Regions from separate parts of the Gossypium arboreum genome. Here region 2 is linked to region 1. Evidence: chromatin contacts called from public Hi-C data. All regions are on one chromosome and are shown on one strand. Each heading gives the region's core, a stretch centred on a gene start, on an enhancer-like site or on the middle of the called end of the contact. The rest is flanking DNA. Distances are from core to core; before and after follow the strand shown.

Region 1 (6,130 bases), core at 2,024-4,523:
CACAGTTTCAATGGTACTGTTGACTTTTTTATGATTAAATCAAGATTGAATTCAAATTGATTGATTAATAATTTTCAAATTCAAGTCAAGGTTAAAACTCACAAATATAAATTAGATCAATCAAATCAAACATACAATATATGAAGAAAAAAGACAAATGTAGGAGTAATGATATTATATTAGAGGTGTTCATAGATCAAACAGTCAACTCAACTTATTTTAGATTATGCTTGAATTTACATTTTTCAATTTAGACTAGTCTAACCCGGCTTTTTTTTTTTTTAACCATAAAATGTGTTTTTAAGATGTGTTCAGGCTAAAAAAAAATTTAAAATCGAACCTCGATCGGGTCCAATCCATGAGTGTATAATATATGATTGATGGGAGATAATTGGGATAGGAATTTTTACCGTAGGCAGTTAATTGGTGGGAATAAGAAGAGCAGACTTTTGGAACAGTGAAAACCCCAAAAAACCCTACAATCAACAACAAAACCATGCCTCAGTTAAAAAGGTAAAAACATGCAGTCATTTAGATCTCGTTTTCACCGAAACAATTTAACTGTTCTGTTTTATATAGTTGTTATTTACTTCAGCCATGATTGTCTAACTTGCTTTTATTTACAAGGTCAAATTTTAGCTTTCGTCCCTCTATTATACTTAAAATTTAAATTTAATCTTTATACTTTAATTTAACATAATTTTTACTTTTATAATGTCTCGTCCAAAATAATTAACTATTTCAATTAAAATATTGAAATGATTTTAAATAAAAAACCATTCACTCCAATACCCTAAAAACCATTTCAATAATATATACCATTATAATTATCGATATTTATACTATTATACTTTGTGTGACCGAGTTGATGTCAACAATTCAGTTGGTGTAAGTAAACAAAATAAAAAATCTGTAAAATTCAAAATAAACTGGATTAATTAAGTGTTTTAATTTTAAATTTTATTTTAAGAAATAATTTATTTTAAATATCTAGCATTTACCTTCAATTTATTTTAAGAAATAATTATTTTAAATATTATTATTTTCTTAAATAAAAATTTATGTCAAATATTTTTTCACCCATATTGTTGTGTATATGACAAATTCTTGCAAAAGTAGAAGATTGCATTATGTCAAATTATGCTAATAAGTATTAAATATCAAATTTGAGTATAATAAAGGGACCAAAATATAATTTGACCTAAAACTCATGATCTCAACCAAGAGGTAAAAAAAAAAAAAAAACTTACCCAATTTGGCCATTTTCCAGACAGTTATGGAGCTGCCACATCTGGCCAAAACAAATAGTAGCACTGCCAACTGCAAATGGTCCCAATTGATCAACTTTCTTTAAAAATCAAAACCAAATGGTTGAAAAAAAACAATGGGAAATTTACCTTCATTGTAGTATAAGGATCACCAGAAAAAAGTGCTCTCAGCTTTAATAAGAACTCGTTCAAATATGGAAGAACCAATTTAAGTACCCAAATTGCTTCTTCTTCTCCAACCACACACCTTGATTCATCTACATCCACAACTCCCCTGCATTATCATAGAAAGTTAGGGGGGAGGGGGAGAAGGTCTTTATTTGTTCATTAATGGCATCTAATGCAATGTGTTTACCTGCAGATGATTGATCTGTAAAGGAATATAGCAGCAAGGTAAACAAGTCCCGCATAGGAAGTTACTGTAATGCAGCTGTTGAAACATTGAACGAGGAGTTTTAGTGATGGACTCAAAAAAGATTAGAAAGGAAAAAGGATGACAATTCTGAGACCTGATGTCGAGGTCTTGTGTGTAAGATGATGAAATGATGATGAATGTTCCGACCCCGAAGATTAATGCCGATTTCGATACATCCCTCCACATTACTAAATCAACTGAAAAGATGAAAAGGGTTTAATAAAGTTGCAGCTATGGAATTCATTGATGTTGTTTCCAAGGAATGGAATCAGTTAAATATACCTAAATTGTGCAATTGGTTCTGAGTTTGGGGGAAACTTTGATAATGGTAATCGTCATCTGCAATTTATTCCAAGCAATAAGGTCATTAGCAACATTCATTTAGCACTAAAAGAGAGTTGCTTATCTCAATATAGCATCAAATGGGAACACAAAACTTACAAAGGGTAGCATTCTTTACTACTGGTGGTGGCTGCTTGTTAAGAGTTGGAGAAAATGGTGCAGCTTTGTTAGGGAATTGACTAGTATTCTTCACTCCATTAGTAACTGTGCTAGGCTTGTTATCTTCTTGCAACTTTTTCACTTCATTTACAGCTTTATTGGGCTTCATTTCATTAGGAACTTTGTTAGGCTTCTTCTCCACCTCTGGTACATTCATTTCCTTAATATCAAAGCTTTTCTTTTCATCCCCAACATCCTCCATTTCTTCATCTTCTTCATCATCACCATTGCTTGAAATGACCATTTCTTGGCACACACCAAACTCTTTGCAATGCTCCTCCCACTCAGATTCATACTTCAAGTTTTCATTTGAGTCCTTGTCACTCCCTTCAATTTTTTCATCATCAAAAACTAAAACTTTATCATCATTTCCATTTTCATTACAAGATTGAGCTGAGGCCTTCACTGAATTCCCCTCTATTCCCTCGCCTGATTCAATGCCATCTTTGCTGCTCATCTCAACACCCTTTTTAGCAACATCAGATCTTAGCTTCTTACTATGAATTGGGGTTCTCTCAATTCCATCAACAGATTTACTAAGATCCCTAATCCCTTTCTTGACCTGAATGGGAACCTTCTTAATCCTATCAACAGACAAGCTCAAGTCTTTGCAATGCTCCATGGATTTTCCTTTAGCTACCCTAATTTGGTTCTTCTCCAACCCTTCAAAGCTTTCACTTTTCCATGTCTTTCTCTTCCCACTAACACCTACACCCCCAAAGGTTTGCCCTTTCTTCAAGCTCAACCTTTTATTACCACCAGCATTGTTTCCCTCACCATTGCCGTTTTCTTCTTCATTGAAGACCTTGATCCCACCTTTGAATTCATCACTTTTCATCCTGGTTTCCCACACTGAGCCTGCAACAACACTGCTTTTACCTCCTGTTCTTCTGCTATTACTTGAATCCATCTCTTTTGCCCTCCTATTTATCTCACTTTCTATTTACCCTTTGTGGGAAACAACTCCTACTGGGACATGGGTGTTACAATTATTGGATAAGAAGCTTTAAATTGAAGAAATGGAGGTCTTTGTGGGATCAAACAATGACAGAAAAAAGAGAGGTATATATGAGTGAATTGCCAGGGAGGGGGGGGGGGGGGAACTGGGTTTCCTTCATTTTTACTCGGGTTTAATTTTGCTCTCAGCCCCTATACTTTTAAGACTTTTAAAATTAAATCCCTGTACAATTCTAATTGATAACATAAATAGTAGATTTCTGTTAAATTTTATTAATGTGTGGCCTTATGATATTCAGAGTTCTTACTTAGAAAATAAAGTTAAGTTGATATCACATGTTGAAATGAGATAGTGATATTAGTTAGACTTGATTTTTAGTGCAATAAAAATGTGGCATTTGTCGTTTTTTTCTTTTAAGGAACATGTGTCATTTTTATGGACAATCTTTTTAATAAAATAGACAAAAATCATAGTTTATATGTTAAAATGAGAAAAAAAGTTTAAATAATAAAGTGAAGAAAACGTTATATTTGGAGACTTAAATTAGACTAGTAGAAAGGTTAAATTATTGAAATAAAAAACAAAGGACTGAATATAAAAAGTATAAAAAGTACAGGGACTGAAAGACAAAATTAGAGGTTTTAATTATTGTTGGATTTTGGGTAAAGAGAATTAGAAGATTTTACATACATGGTGTTACGGATTTTTCTTTCTTTTTCTTTTTGCAGAAGTATTCTCTCTCAAAAGGATATGTAAGACTGTGAGTTAACACTGCAATTTCACATTGTCCTTACTGAAAAAGGGCTTACTTTGGATCTGAGGCAACAATTATCAAATTTTGTGCATATGAATAACAAAATCCCAAAAATGTCAAAATTATGGTTTTGGTTCCCTACTATATTTAAATTTTAAATTTTAAATTTTAATATAATCTTTTATTTTTATAATGTAATTAATTCATCTAAATAATTATCGCGTTAAATTATTTTGATCAAAATATCATTTTGGAATTTTGTTAAAATCAATATGAACATAATATGTTGGAAGAGATGTACTATTTCCTACTGCAATAATTCAACATTTTAGATAATGTCGAGGAAATATTTTATATATAAATTAAGATTTAAAATATTTATAATAGTATTAGTAAGTTTAAACAGTTTCTATCAATAGTATTAAGAAGTAAAGAACTGAAGAAGAGCAGCAAAATGTGTTACCAAGGTATTAGAAGATTAAATTAAGAAGGACTAAAACAGCAATTAAATCATGCATTTTTATTTTTTAAATTATGAAATAAGGTCCCACCTACCCCTTTCTGTTAAACAAGCATGTGACACCATCTCGTGGCAAGAGATGGTGCCTTCATATAATTGTCACCGACACCCTTTTACTCATTTTATTAACTTTGGATAATATTTTGTTATAAAGCAATTCATCCAAATCATTTTAAATATGAAAATATTTATTTTGCAAAAGTGAGCTAGATTCAAGATTTGGACAAAGATGGGGGATTTGTGTGCAAGTGCCATGATTAATTAATCAACCTTATTTTTCAAGTTCTCAAAAGTAATTATATATGAAAATTAGAGCATACAATAAATAATAATAATAATAATAATAAGTATAATTTGAAATTAGTTGTAACAAATGAAACATATATGATATTAAATTATGAGTAAAAATAAAATTTAAATACAAAACACATCAAATTGAAAATACTAAATGGATACAATTGTTTATCATTGTATTGTTATGGATCGTGAGTTAGTCTCAAGTTAATTTGTAACACTAACTTAATGAACAACATCATTAATATTAGAAACTTTATCACATGTGTATTTGTGTAGAAATCAAATACTTAAAACGACATTTATACAAAAAAAAACACACATGAAATTAACACAACAATATTATTTTACAAATACACTAGTTTTTTGGTACTTCCATGATTCAATTAGGACTCAATTGATGGGTGACACCAACTTAATAAAAGACTTAAAAATAGTATAGATGCACAAATATATAAAAAAATATATATTTATTAAAGTTTCATATAAAAACAAAAAAAAATTGCATTAAAATAATTGGCAAATGAAAATGTTTTACATGCATGGTGTTCTTGGCTTGAATCTCATCATGGATAATTTTTATCTGAGTTATAAAATGTAAAAATATAAAAATACTCATATAATCATATATTTTACTTAGCAAATGAATTAGTTTTTTTTTTTTTTTTATAATTCCCTAATTGAGTTAGAGCCTAGTTGATAGGTAACACCAACTCAATAAAAGACTTAATAAATAATATAGATAAAGATTAATTGCATAATATGTTCCTTAAATATGGTCAACTTTAAAATTGATCCCTAAACTTTCAAAACGTACCAAATGATCCTCAAAGTAAAAATCATTCCAATTAAGTCCTTCCACCATCATGAATAAGACATATTTGAAAATATTTGTAATAGTAGTTTAAGGATTGAATTAAAATGTTTTGAAGTTCAAGAATAAATTTAGAATTCAACTCGTAGTTTAGGGATGATTTATGAAATTAACCCTAACATAAATATACTTACAGATTTTGATATTTATATTTTAGTAGTACTTTGACTTTTATAATATCATTAAATAATTCAAATATTAAACAGTATTAATTGCATAGGTAAAATGTCAACCTCAACTTTTTCTTAAAAATACTTTTTCAAAGTAATTTCTAAGAAAAGTCTCACATCAATTATTTTAGGTAAAATATTAATAATGTTAGCGGTTATAAAAGTAACGGGTCAAAATTTATTAAATTAAAATATAAAGATTAAATTTTTAAATTTTATATAATAAATAATAATAAAAATCAAAATATGGAAGCTCTCAATTGATAAGTAAATGGAAATAAAAGCGAGGGAGACGAAGATGCAAATCTATAGAAGTGGTGGATTTAGGGTTGTAACAACCAAAATTCATTTGGAATTTACTTAAATTAAAGAATAA
Region 2 (6,130 bases), core at 2,165-4,664, 300 kb before region 1:
CTACCTTAAGTTGCTTGTTTGCTTAAAATTACAAATGCAATGGAAGTGCTACACTACAACTGTCACTACGACTTGGCACCGCGAAAAATTGTGAAAACAAAATAAAAATAACACCAAGGTTTGTTTATGCGGTTCGATTTCCCTACGCCTACAGAGCCTAGCTAAGTGAGTAATTCCACTATTTTTAATCTATAATACAACAAGTTAATCACACTCTATCACTATCCCCAAGTATAAAGATCTTACCTTTGCAACAAAAGATTAGAACACTCACCTCCAAGTCTTCCCCCGAGAATTTGGGCAATAAACATTTCAACAATATTTATAATAACAGTTTACACTCTCTCATAAAATAATTCTTCAATGAACAAATTAGAATACACTTATTAAGCTCTCATTACATAACCTAGACAAGTTTTCAACATATATAAATTTCATTTTGGTAAAATAGAATCTAAGTGAATATAAAGTAACTCCTTGAAGAAAAAGCTATTACATAAATAATAATCAAAATACAATGACTCAAATATATGATCTCCAAAATCAGCAACACTATCTTGATCACATCTCCACATTCTAAGAACTTAATTGATTCACTTGAATCCAGTCCAATCTTCAAATGTCAAGGGTTGGTTTCTATAGATGGACCAAAGTATCTTCAATATAACAACACATAACCAGGTTCAATGATTTTCTTCATTAAATTGTAAATTAAAACCATATAAGACAAATTTTTAACCACCTGCCGTTGGCATTACAGAGTGCCACTAAGTGACTCTTAACTCATTTTGCCTCAACGTGTATGTATGTATGTAATACAAGTTTAAGTTTAGGTGAGAGATAGGGATTGGGAATTTGTGAAAATATATATGCGTTTTAAGTATTTTTACAAATATTATTAAATTATTTATATATAAAAATAAATTTAAATATTATATATTATTTAAATATTATAAAATAAATTGTGATAAAAAATAAAAAATTAAAAGCATATTATATCGAATAATATTTTAAAAATTATTAAAAATAATTTGAATTTTTAAAATCTACACTAAAATCATTAAAATAATACTTCTAAATATTTAATTTTAATATTTAACTATAGCATATAAGACACTTGCAGTCACCCCAACCCTGCTTGGGGAGTCTAAAAACTCTTACAATATATCAAATATTTTTCTTTATAAAAATCCACACTAAAAATTAAATACTGATGTTCAAAACTTGGATAGTATCTCATATTTGATGTATTAAGACTTGACACCCACGTCTCAAGTCTAGTTAACATAGCCATAACCTCTATCTCTTGAATTGAAGGATAATAAATGATTAAGTACACTCAAGTTCACCTCCTTCTGCATGTTGCAATAGCAATAACAACAATATCAAGTAAACTAAAAACCAAATCTTTAATCTTGGAGAAATTGCAAATGAAAAATAAACTGTAATAGAGTATAAATAAGAATACCATGATTGAAAAATAAAACATAATAGATTTGTGAATGAAAAGCACAAAAGCGGAAATGCAACAACCTAAATTTTCACTTATTATCTCTATGCTGAAACGTAGAATCTGAGTCGGCAGGGAGAAGTATGAAATACTTTTCCCATGATTGGACTACTGAAAATGCATTGAAATTTTAAACCAACTTAATCAAGGAAAAACAAACAATTACCCATAATAAATATACACATGAAAAATCCAACCTCTAATGTCAACAAACAAATCTAGACAGACATGTTTTCCATAGCATTAGGTTGCTGAGATTAATTTAGAAACAAATTTTTGTGTTCAATGCATAGCATTAAAGCCTTTAGAATCTAAGCCAACCAAAAGGAGAGAGAACAATAACAATGTTTATATAAGGTTAACTTTAAGAGAGATGGATATGGCTTGTGCTATTTTTTTATGGGTGAACTACACCATAAGTCCTTTTATTATCTGTAAATTATAATTTTAATTTATTTCTTTTTAATCTTTATACTTTTGAAATTTTAATTCTAATAAAAATGAAGTTATCAAATCATTATGTTGAGTCTTGTTATTTCCAAGGTCTTATACGACAAATATAGTTTTGAAGTGATGGATGCAGTGCCTACCAAAGGTGACATTGCGAGAAGAACAACAAAAACAAAAAGTAGAATAAATTGTTTATGCAAATCGATTTTCCTTTGTTTGCGAAGTCTAGCTCAATGAGTAAATTCACTATCTGGCAACCAAATACAACAAGTGGTTTAAGTTCTATCACACTCTTGTATAACAACCTTTCTTTTGTACTTAAAAATCTAAATCAATCACTTCTAAGTTTTTCACTGAAAACGTGAAAACTTAGACTGCAAAACCATGCAACTAATTTGTTTTACTCTCTTAATGCGCTCACTAGAATAAGTTCCTCAATGAACATAAAGTGTTATTAACTCTCAATACAAGAACTATACAAGTCTCTTCAAATATATAAGAGTTTGAGACTAGCTATTATACTAGATCTAATACAATCAATTCCCTTACAAAACTACAGGTAAAATAACATAAATATCGTATGACAATGAAGTCTAAGATAAGTAGGATTGATTGAGATAAGTCTTCAATGCAGTCTCGATATGACCTCCATAATTCAAGGAATTTAATTGCTTCATGTGATCCAATCCTCAAGATAGGTTACTTTAAATGGATTGATCTTCATAGAAGGACTATCACATTTCTGCAATATTAGCATGATTCACATTCAAAATTTTTGTTTCAAAAATTGCCAACTTTAAACATGGAAAGTTATAAAGTCTGTCGCAGTGTTAGCTCAATGATCACTTTCATTAACATTGCACAAGCCACTTCAAGTATACTTGCCTTAACAAATATTATCACATGTGTCATGTCATTTAAACTTGTTATTTCTACATATTACTCATAAAAAAAATTTAATTGGTAGATTTAATGATTATTGTTTTATGTTAAGATTGAAATTTCAAATTTTAAAATGTATGAGGACTAAAATGAACAATATTGGAGAAAATGGACTAAACCTACAAACTTTATGCATTAGTAGAAGAATTTAACCAAAGGAATTTAAATGTTAGCATATGAATCAAGATTGAAATTTTAAAATTCAAAAAATACAAAGACTAAAATTAACAATTTAAAAGTACAAATACTAAATCAACTACTTACGATGCATGATTAATAGTAAAATTAATCAAAAGGATATAACTGATACTATTTGGATTATGATTAAAATTTTAAAATTAAAAATATAGTGACTAAATTTGACTAATTTAAAAGTATAATAATCAAATTTATAATTTAAAAAGTATAATAATCAAATTTATATCTTACACATAATACATGGACTAATAACAAAATTTAACCTTTGCAAAGCCCAATTGAAAGAGGGGAGCCCAAAGGACCCAATTAAAAGATTGAAAGAAATAGGGCTTCGTTTATAAGAATCCCTTCTCTAATATTGCCAAACCCTTCCCCATTCCTTCGCCACCCAGCTGCTGCAAATTATCTCTCGTGGGTTCGCCGCTCTACATATTTCTGTTCTTTAGCTTTCGCTGTTTTTAGATTAGCCAAAAGATCCGGTTCCATTAACGCTGTCTTTTTCTTCTTGTTTTACCAGGAAACAGTACCTCCGGTTCCAACTTCAGCTCAAAAATATGTCAGGGTAAGCAACAATTTATCCCTTTTTAAAGGTTTCAAGGCCGTTTTCATTACACTATCACATAAATTTTAATCTTTTTGTTGGGTTTGTTCTGATTTCTCCATATGAAATTCGAATTGCTTTGCATTCTCATTATATACCCTTTGGGTTTGTTTGAATTGTTTATTTTATTTCAGATTTTATTATTATTCGGAAGTTTTATCATGATTAGGGACAACTTTTTATTTTTATTTTAATGTATTTATGTTGTGTTCGTGCTGCTTGCTCTTGCAGGGAAGAAGTTGCGGTTGGCCAACCCGAGGCGGCGCCTGCACTCGGTGAGCCAATGGACATCAACACAGCCTTGCCACTTGTGGTTAGGAAGTCACGAGCTCACGGTGGTCTCGCACGGGGCTTACATGAAGCTGCTAAGGCAATTGAAAAGCACAATGCGCATCTTTGCGTTATAGCTGATGACTGCGACCAGCCGGACTATGTTAAGCTGGTCAAGGCACTTTGTGCTGATCATAATGTTAAAGTGCTACGTGCCCCGAGCGCAAAAACACTCGGCGAGTGGGCTGGTGTAAGTGGCATTTTGTTGCTTGTTTATGTTTGAATTATTTCCTTGTGATCAGAACATGCTGAGGGTGCTGTACTGATACTGCTTGTTCATGATATGTTGAGTAGTTATTAGTTTTGGGAGACATTAAGTTAGAAAGTCAAATTGAAAGGGACTACTATTTCTGTAAATGCCGGTATTGTCAAGGCACGATTGCATCTTGTGCCTTAGCACTAGAAAACAATAGCTTCTTAGGTCCTTTTTGGCAAGTGCCATTTGATTAGGCACCTGCCCAATGTGCCTAGGTGTGCTTTTTTGCAAGGCAGTAGGCGTAAAATTTAATCTTGTCTGATTGAAGTCCATTTAAATTTCCTTTATTTTTCAAAATTTTCAATAGATATATCTTTACTAGTAAGAAAGGGTCAGTACTAAATTTTCTACTTCTCAATATTTGAATATTCGACAATAGGCATGCACCATAAGAAAATCATGCATATTGAGCAATAAAAAAAGTTGCTGTTTTGTATATATTTATATACAAAAACACACATGCATATGTAATGCACTTCACTCAGACTAGCACTCTTTTTGGCACCTTGTGCCCGAGGTAGTATAAGGGTTGTAGCTCCTAAAGTGTGCCTTGGACCCTTGAAAACTGGTAAATGCTAATTGTGTTCATCTGTACATGCAGTTGTGTAAGATAGACTCTGAGGGTAAAGCACGAAAGGTAGTTGGTTGTTCCTGCGTAGTTGTGAAGGTATGAGCATGTACCTGGGAGTACAATCTTGTTTTGCTTACAGAAATATTTGTCTAATCAAATTCGTTCTTTCTTCTAACCTTATTTTCCGTTTTAAATCATTTCTATTGCCAAGCAATATTTAGAAAACTTGAGTACATGTTCTTGACTCATTATTGTTGGGATCTATGGTTCTTTCTTCTGCAGGATTATGGTGAACAACATGAGGCCGTCGAAGTTGTTCAGCAGCACAAGGACTAGGTGACCGGAAGATGGTTTCTTTGGTAAAATCAAAGCGATTTTTCTGGGCCATTTATTTATTTTTGATAGTAAACTGTGGATTAATATGCCTGAGAATTTCTTTTTTCTTTTTTCCGAAGTTGTTGCAATGCTGAACTGCTCGGTGTTTCTTAAATATGCTAGGCTTTTTTTCCCTTTACTAAATTATGTGTTTAGTAGGAGCAAGCCATTTGGAAATCCAACAATTTTATCAGATGTTTTGTCCTCTATTTATGACAAACCAGTTCAAGTTTGCGTTGTTAATGGGGCTAGGACCCATAGCTAAGCTCGATCCAAATTGTCTGTCCGGTTATAACATTGTTATTGGTTCATGGACTTAGTTTCATGCTTGACTATTGAAATTGCTTTTCTATGGTGGGGCAGTGAAAGTAGCCAAATCAATAGGAGGGAGAGAATTTAGGTTCAAACTCTGGAAATGACATTGGTGGAAGCAGCAGCCATAAACTCTGAAAGGGTTAGCTTTTATGAACTGAAAAACAAATATTTATGGACCATAAAATGGAAAAATAATTTGTTAAAGACAATCAAATTATAATATGTTAGGACATCTATTTTACCGGGTTTAGTCGAGCTCGAGCGTTGTTTTTAAAACTAGTCTATGATTTTTGTTTGATTCTTTCTGATTCATCAGCAGCTTATTTTATATTACTTTTAACATATTTTTATATTTGTAAAAAATGCAACTGTCTATTTCGTTGGTAAAAGTTTATGAAAGTTGATTGGAGAATTAAAATCATTATTCAGAAAAACTAAAATATTTTTGTTTAATTAACTTAAGCATAATGCGAAAAGATAAATTCTTCCAAATACAATTTTTTTCTATGGGTTTTTGATATAATAAGTATGAAATAAATTTTGAATATCTTAAAATTTTTTGAATAATTTCATTATAGGTTT

Evidence for each region. Hi-C and Micro-C count contacts between places; a contact is called where the count stands out from the background.
Region 2: a contact with region 1 is called in a Hi-C map of leaf, with 4 times the contacts expected there. The contact joins the promoter of LOC108484204 here to the promoter of LOC108486335 in region 1. A contact is called at or near these places in 3 of 5 Hi-C or Micro-C datasets (all in leaf).

Annotation. Positions count from the first base shown.
Region 1 is chr6:103,982,029-103,988,158 of ASM2569848v2, reverse strand. It overlaps LOC108486335 (reticulon-like protein B21), which reads right to left and starts at 3,273. Exons shown (of 9, transcript XM_017790338.2): 1 at 2,125-3,273; 2 at 1,966-2,022; 3 at 1,778-1,880; 4 at 1,624-1,698; 5 at 1,398-1,542; 6 at 1,251-1,320; 7 at 411-476. The coding sequence starts at 3,094.
Region 2 is chr6:104,284,930-104,291,059 of ASM2569848v2, reverse strand. LOC108484204 (40S ribosomal protein S12-like) reads left to right here and starts at 3,414. Exons shown (of 5, transcript XM_017787905.2): 1 at 3,414-3,511; 2 at 3,618-3,662; 3 at 3,933-4,221; 4 at 4,889-4,954; 5 at 5,141-5,476. The coding sequence starts at 3,655. The coding sequence ends at 5,194.